2 separate regions of the Mus musculus genome follow, and region 1 is linked to region 2. The links are chromatin contacts, called in public Hi-C maps. All regions are on one chromosome and are shown on one strand. The core of a region is the stretch at or near the end of the contact, and the rest is flanking DNA. Distances in the headings are between cores, read along the strand shown. Region 1 overlaps Pbx3 (pre B cell leukemia homeobox 3). Region 2 overlaps Mvb12b (multivesicular body subunit 12B).

What was found. Hi-C and Micro-C count contacts between places; a contact is called where the count stands out from the background.
Region 1: a Hi-C map of cerebellum shows a contact between it and region 2, with 1.7 times the contacts expected there. The contact joins two enhancer-like sites. A contact is called at or near these places in 2 of 484 Hi-C or Micro-C datasets (cerebellum and palatal mesenchyme).

Annotation. Positions count from the first base shown.
Region 1 is chr2:34,177,055-34,180,867 of GRCm38.p6, reverse strand. It overlaps Pbx3 (pre B cell leukemia homeobox 3), which reads left to right. Exons shown (of 9, transcript NM_016768.2): 6 at 2,526-2,691. Among named protein-coding and RNA genes, the nearest start is that of C230014O12Rik, 71 kb to the right of the region's middle. Within about 2 kb of position 1,712, at least 14 of the 459 cell types and tissues checked have an H3K27ac peak or open chromatin away from gene starts, as enhancers often do. A contact at or near this core is called in cerebellum, where this site is marked.
Region 2 is chr2:33,752,062-33,756,247 of GRCm38.p6, reverse strand. It overlaps Mvb12b (multivesicular body subunit 12B), which reads left to right. Exons shown (of 10, transcript NM_175184.4): 8 at 1,203-1,258; 9 at 3,880-3,939. The region is part of intron 2 of Gm52507 (a long non-coding RNA gene); the gene reads right to left. Among named protein-coding and RNA genes, the nearest start is that of Gm52507, 21 kb to the right of the region's middle. Within about 2 kb of position 1,762, at least 232 of the 459 cell types and tissues checked have an H3K27ac peak or open chromatin away from gene starts, as enhancers often do. A contact at or near this core is called in cerebellum, where this site is marked.

The DNA of each region.
Region 1 (3,813 bases), core at 463-2,962, 420 kb before region 2:
GCAAGCACCAAACAACACTACACCCCAGGCCTATCTTTCTGGTTTTAGAATGACATAATTTGGGGCTGGAGAGATGACTTAGTGGTTAAGAGTCCTTATAGAGAACCCAGGCTTGGTTCCTAGCATGCACATGAGGGACCTTACATCCTGAAACAACCTCTAATTCTTATTTCAGGAGATCTGATACTCTATGACCTTCTCATTGAGGTGCACATAAATACATACAGGTGTACATACATACACATAAAATAAATTAATCTTCAGAATGTCATAACTCTGTTTTGGGAAGGGATCATAAGGCTCTCTGATAGGTTCGTCCCTCTGAAGGCTGCCCCTGCTCCAGGCATGAGCCCCACATCAATATTTTGACGTCTCTACCCTTTCATCCAGCTCCAGATAATCTGGCCAGACTCTACCTATTTCTTCTTCAAAATGTCTGCCTGCCAGGTCATCCTGTGCACACCTACTTCAGGCCTGCCATTGGAAGAGTGGGAGATGGGAAAGTCGGTGGCAGGCAGGAGGGCCTGAGACCGATGGGCTGAGCACATGGACCTCATTTCCTGAATTTCTAGTTGTCAGAATTACGGCCAGTTTGTAAGAGTGCATAAGAAGGAGAGCAGATTGTTTTTTTTTTTTTTGTTTTGTTTTGTTTTGTTTTGTTTTGTTTTTCTAGTCCAGAATAAAGTATATGTTTAGTCAAGGCTATCCAAGGATGGAGCCATGGACTCTGCTGTGGACACCACAGCTCTGGAAATGTGGATTGTAGGAGCACAGAGAAAAGAGGAGAAGCACCTTTCCTTCCACTTAAACCAGATGTGCTGGAGGTTATGGCAGGTCTTATGAGAATCTAAACATTGAGATCTAACATTCTTTATAAAAGTTAGGAATAGAAAGAGAAACCTCAGAGACATCCACATAGAGAGGATCACTGGAAGTTTGGGATGTGGATGGGGAGAAAGAGAAAAGGATCAAGAGGTGAGCCTTGGAGGACAGACGGACAGACGGACACACACAGAGAGAGAGAGAGAGAGAGAGAGAGAGAGAGAGAGAGAGAGAAGAGGCAGGTGTTGGAATAAAATGTGGAGAGTCCATGAGAAGAATGACTTCTGGGAAGGATGGCTGGCATTGCTGAGAGGCTAAGCCTTGCCTGAGGATAACTGAGTGGCCTGGCCAACCACCTTGTTTTGGGGTGGGTTTTTTATATTTCTGAGGAGGCTGTGCTGCAGCCTGGGTCCTCTCAAGTGTGCTCATGTGTGTTTATGTGCACGTGTGTGTATTCAGTGCTCTGATGGCAGCATATGGGCAACAGTAAGGCCAGTGCTGTCTTTCTCTCAGGGAGCCCTTGCCAGAGCTTTCTAGCCTTCTCCAGGAGGGTGAGTGCCATCAGTTGAAGAATGAGAGCACCATTTCCAAAGCAATTAAAGACTTGGCAGAAGTGGCCAGCAGGGCTGCCCACTGTAGAAAATTGGGTTGGAGGGCTCTGAACTGCATCCCATTCCTTTTTCTCTGCCCAGGGCCCCTGAGGAGCTCTTCTGGATAATACCTAGGGTAGAGCAATGGCTGATACCACACCAATGGTTTCTCTGCTAGATTTAACAGGCAGTTCCTGGGAATATTTTTAAATTGTTACTTAAATTGTAGCCTAGGAGGCAAACTCCTAGGCAACAGCATTGGGCATGCCTTCTTACATATGGCTATATGACTTAGCTTCTTTACATATCTCGACTACAGGTATCTGGGTACATTGTGTGAATCCAAGTGCTAAGTGTTGGGCTCTTCTTTTGCTGTCTATGAGTTGTGATGAAATCAGCCTTCTGCCAACATGCTCTTTCACATTTGTACTGGCTGACATCACAAGCAGTTTGGAAAAAAGAAAAAGAAAAAAACCTCTGTTCTGCCTTATGGAATCAGCCATTCCTCTGTATTTGCCTTTGGTCTTATGGAGATGGCTTGAATTTTCAGGTTGAGGCTTCCCACACAGTCACTGGCAGAGCCTGAGCAGCCATCTTGGCAGATGTGCAGTGTCTTCCAAGGCAGGAGACAAAGGGATTTTTCATCCATTATTAATTGATGTCCCTCTTCAGCAGACCAAACATGATTCTACTATATAGCTGCCAAAATTGTTTCAGGTCCACAAAAGAACAATAAGTCATTCTTTTCAAGTGTGCTTCTTAGTACCTAATTTAACAAATGTTTCCAGTAGCTTTTCAGCTTCTTTTAGTAGTCTGATTACTATGTTTGATGCACATACAATTGGGTATTTTTACGAGCAGTACTCCCAACCATTTTAGTGTTCTCATGACCAATTCCAAGAAACAATGTTCTTCCATTAGCGTTCAAAAGACTATGCCAAAGTGGAAAGTGAACCCCCTAAAACCATTTTACATTACCTATGTGGTACGAAGTGGCAGGCAGGGCACTGTGTCAACTAGAGGCTTCTTATTATCCCAGAGTAAGCACCTGAAGTTTGGCTTTTTCTTCGTGACTTCTCTACCCTCCCTATTTCATGTTCCTGTACTTGATAGGTATCCAACTGGTTTGGCAACAAACGAATCAGGTACAAGAAGAACATCGGCAAATTTCAAGAGGAGGCCAATCTCTATGCTGCAAAAACAGCCGTGACAGCCGCACATGCAGTGGCTGCAGCCGTGCAGAACAACCAGACCAACTCACCCACCACGCCAAACTCTGGTGAGTACGGCTTGCTCACTCCCTACTCAGCCAGACAGGCATCTGCCACAGCCTCCCAGCCCACAGACTCTGAAGCTTCAGCCTTACTGGGTGCACAGTGGGGCTCTCGGGAGATTTGCATTTGCTTGCAGGCTTGTTCTGGAGATGGATAAATAAGGCCACAGCCTGTGCTGGTAAACCCACTGTTCACAGTCAGTGCCACTTGCTCCTGTAGATTCTAGAACCATTATACCAGTCATGGCCTTTAATTCAGCAGTTAGACAAAGGTCCATCATATACTGTGCTGCCCATCCCGTTAGGGTTATTGGTGATCTGTCAGAGTGAAGCAGCAGGATGTGCTGGTTGCTGGGCAGCTGAACGTTGGGCTGAGATGTTGCTGTGCTTCCTGTGTTCTTGACTTCAGGCTCGAGGTGCAACCTGTATCTGTGCCATGTGGCTTGCTGGGCTTATATATAAGGAGATGGGTTTTTTGGTTTTGCTTTTTGTGGTAGTAAGGATTGAACCCAGGGTTTTGCATAAGCAAAGCTTAGTCCTTTGCCATTGATCTACATAATTACCACCCCCCCTTTTAAGATAGTCTTATTAAATTGTCCAAGAAAGCCTTGAACTCACTTTATAGCTCTGTCTGGCCTCAGACTTGTGATTCCTCTGCCTCAGCTGCATAGGTGGGATTGCATGTGTGTGCCGCCACAGCTGGCTATAAATGCACTACTTTTGACTCCTTACACAGAACATTCTATTTAAGTTTTCTGTGGCATTTATGACAGAGATTGAAGAAATGTCTTTAAATTATGGGGAACTTGGCTGGCAGCGAAAAGTGCAGCTAGCCCAGTAGAAGAGTTGAAGGGTCTTGGAGGCTTTCTAGGGAGATTTAAATATATATATATTTAAAAGTCCAGGGAAGGCTGTCTGTTTTATTATACCCCATCATTTCTAATGGGAAAGGAAGTGTTATAGCTAGGAGAGAGTGTCAGAAAACTGTGTCTTCTCCAGGTAATTCTCCACCAAAACAGCAGCATTGACGAGCTCCTTTGACTAAGTCTGGAGAGAAATGGAAACAAGGCTAGGGCCAGCTCCTGCGTGCTTTCAGTCTATTTTGATTTGTCTCTGGTTTTTCATTTG
Region 2 (4,186 bases), core at 513-3,012:
TGTGGTCATTATGGACACAGCCTAACATACATGTATAGCCCATCACAGCAGACACTGGACCGGGTTTCATCCCTTCCTCCCGCGTTCTTTTTTCTACTTCTACTTTTCCTCTTCCCCAGCCCTGAAAGCTGGCCCCAGTGTTTGAATACCAGGGAAGCCTTCATTTTAGGAAACATTTGGGGGTGGGGTGCACAATGTCCACTCCAAAATCACAGTCTACAACAAACCACCCTCTTACTGCAGGCTGCAGGTCCCTGCACTAAGGGCCAGATCTGGACACTGAGTTTTGCCTCAGCTCAGTCAGCAGCCGGGTTCTCTGTTCACGGGTGACACTGTGAGGGCCTGCACCACATGTTCCTCCTCTGTGGCAATACTGCCACCAGTTTGGCGGTGGAGATCTAGACACAGATGGATTGCAAGGCACATGGTACATACAGGAAGGAAGTGGCTTCCCAGGCCCCGCACTTCTCTCACACAGGCTGCTTGGTCCACATCCTTCCTCATGTCCTATGGAAACTAAGCACAGGGGCAAGTCTTAATTCAGCCCTGAAGCCATGACAAAGAATCAGTGACTGTGAGCACGTGTTGTAGTCCCCCCCCCCCCGCCCCTCCCACATACACACTGAGCTCACTCTTCCAGGCCTGGGCACATTCCCTGCAGACTCAGAGCACACACCTCCCTGCCATTAGCCAAACGTCTTTTATACATGACTTCAGATGCTCACTGCAAGTCCAGGCCAGGACTCAGGCCTAGCCATCTGACCACCGAACTACTTGTCTTTCCATGGAGGCCAATGAGCACCCAACACCACCCAGGGGATCTGTGGCTTGGCCAAGAAAATGAACAAAAACATGCCTCTGCCAGCTTCCTCCCACTCACGCACCACTTCTTCCTGCTGTCATCATTTATGATATAGGTCAGACTCCCGGCCCAGGGTAGGAAAGGGCTTCCACACCAGCCCTGGGCATACCCTGACTGACTGCCTATACTCAGAGGAGTCGTGCAGACATCTGCATCTCTGGGTCGGATGTAGTCACTGAGAACAGGGGACACCCTGTCCTGTCCCACTCTAGCTCCCAGCCACGTGCCCTGGGTAGCAGCTGCCTCCAGCCAGATGCTCACTGGTCCTCTGTACTTGCATCTAAGAGTCTTGGACAGCAACCATGTCTTGAGTGCCTTCCTCTCCTCTCTTCTCTTGCAGCAATGGATGGTGTGCCTTTTATGATTTCAGAGAAGTTTTCCTGCATTCCAGAAAGTGTAAGTTTTATGTATGACCCCCTCCTCCTCTCCCACCCCAACCTGAAATCCTGTAGCTTCCGTGTACATGAGCTACGCTTAGCTATGTCTAGCTGGCCCGCCGGCTGGCTGAGACTGGGTCTCACAATGCAGCCCTGCTGGCCTAGCTTTGTGCACCAAGCCAGCCTTGTCCTTGCAGAGATGCATCTGCCTCTGCCTCCTGAGAGCTAAGATTAAAACATGCACTGCCCAGGCTTAATGGGTTTTCTTGAGACATAGAGCTCTGGCTGGTCTGGCACTCACTATACAGATCAGGCTGTCACTGGACTCAGAGATCTCCTCCCTAGTGCTGTGCCACCACATGTGGCCTTGATTTTTCTTCATGGTGATGGAGTTGGCCGTAGTTCCCACTGTCATTGCTGTATTCTGTGTGCACACTGCATGCTCCACTATGGCACGGAGGGCCAATGCCTCTGCCTATACTTTGCCCACATTGAGCCCTAAGCCCTCCTGAATGGTAGAGGGTTGGGTAAGCCAGCCAAGAGCAGAGGCCAGTAGCCAGACCATGAGCAGTGCCAGCCACAGCCAGGGCCCTGTCCTGAGCAACATCCCCTCCTGGAGTCACACCTCCGATAGTGCCTGGTCCTCAGGACACCCTTCACCCCTCTCTCAGCTATGCAAGCCTGAGGTGTGCTGGGTCACTAAACTTGTTTCTGGCTTTTATCCTTCCTGCAGAAGATTGCTTTGAGGCATCACTAAACACCACGGCCCTAGTTTGGCCCAGCTAAAGACCCCTTCAGTGTTTTTCTTGGACCCAGTTTAAAACCACCCGGCTGGCGATCCAACCTGCTCTGTTGTTTCCATTTTTATGAAATATAATAGGCCTCCTCTGAACCCTTCTGGTAAGCGCTTAATCTTGAAAAATGCTCCTGACGTGACACAGGAAGCCTGAGGAACTTCAGCGGAGCCACTTGGCTGTGTTGCCATGGAGACGCTGGCACTCTCCCCCATGCTCCCTGGGAGAGGCTGCTCTGCCCTGCTCACCAGCTCCAGTTGAGAAAGTTTAGTGGAATAGTTAGAGCCTAATGATGCAACAGCTGGACCTCTGCTGGCTCCTGGGCCAGGCGGGCAGGCAGCCCCGTCCTCACACCACGCAGGCTGGCGTCTCCAGCACAGCCAAACTGTTTTGTGGCTACTGGTAGCACAGCCCCAGGAGCTCAGGGTCTAATTTGGTGGCCCTGTCCCAAGTTCGCCCTCACAAATATGTTGCTGCCAATTCAGCGGAGCACTCAAGGCCCCGGATGCAGGCCAAGCTCAGCGTTAAGCTCTTCCAAGCACTTCTCTGCTTAATCCCCCTGCAGCCAGGCCAGAAGGGCCTGCCCAGGCCACTTTAACAGGCTTTTAAAGTAAAGGTGACGGGGTGTCCAGATGCCTCAGCACGTAAAAGGCCTGTGGCACAAGTCCAATCACTGGAATTCGGTCCCAGGGATTCACAGAAAAAGACCGGATACAGTGGCATTCGTGTGTAACCCTAGCACCCCTAAGAGATGGGAGCCATAGCCTGTCGGCCTGGAGTGCAAAGCATAGCAGAAATGAGAGAAACCTGCCTCAACAAGGTGGAAAGAGACCCAGCTCCTGAAAGCCGCCCTCACACTCACATACTCTCTATAGATATCTAACTGAATAGGTAGGTAGGCAAGCAGGCAGGCAAGCAGACAGGCAGGCTGACAGACAGACAAGATTGACCCATCCCGTACCATGAGGCAGCCAGTTTGGACTCCAGAGCCACCCTCCAGCCTCCCCCGCGCCCCCCCCCCCAGGACCCCCTGGCCCTGTGCAGACACCAGCCCTATCCCCACCACAGCACTTTGACCACAGCTCCTGGGTTCTGTGGGGCTCTCAGGCTTTCCCTGCTGGCGAGGCTGCAGAAAGCCTGGCTTTTGCTACTCCTAGGAAATACAGAGCTGGTGTACTCGGAAGGAGCCTGCAGCTTCACCGACAGGGAGGCTCGTGTGTCTCACAGGCTTCTCCGGACCTCCAACTGACCTTCTTGGCCTGTATATTCGCCAAGAAATGTCCCACTGTCCATCGGATTCAGAGCCCCATTAATATGCAAAACTGCCCCATTCGCCCCTTTGACCTGATGGACAGGGATCCCCTTCTCCATCACTGCCAAAGATCTGAAGTCCACCTGACGCTTCCCTGTATACTGCAGACCCCGGGAACTCCTTAGACCTGACACTGTTCTATAGAGACAGCAGTCAAGGTGGCTGCTGATTTAGGCACTTCCAGCCCCATACTCCATCACAAAAGCAGAAATCTCACTCACTTTCTCCTTTTGTAGCAGAAGAAAGGATGAAGTAATTGGCCACAGGCACACCTTCCAGGAGGCCATGACCCCCTCCCCACCCCAGGCTGGCCCCTCAATGCTGTGGATATGTGGCAAAGCAGTCTTAGCATACAAAGATTTATCCTACCATGGTCTTTGTGGTTCCTCCTTGGACCCATAATAACTGAACATCACAATAGCAGCCCTGTGGGAGGGGGTGGGAATGTAAGACGGCTAGGACATCACAAGTGTCATAAAAGCAAGGGGGGCATTCTCCAGCCATTAAAAAGGGCAACTTGCTCTGTATTTTCAGATGCAGCCCTTTGATCTCTTGGGAATCACCATCAAGTCTCTGGCAGAAATTGAAAAGGAGGTAAGCATGATGGATTCGGGGCTCTGCTCACTCCTCTAGGGTCCCTGTCTGTCCATCGGGGCTCTGTTCTAGAAAAGATGGGTGCAAGAGCCCTTCTGAGGGAAAAACTCTGAGTCACGTTGCATGCACTATGCACTTGACATAGACTATGACTAGTGCCTTCTCTGTCTCATCATTTGCCACCAGGACCGTCTCAGAGATTTAGTCAAACCTCTTTATGATCCAGAAGTGTATCCTAGATCCCCCA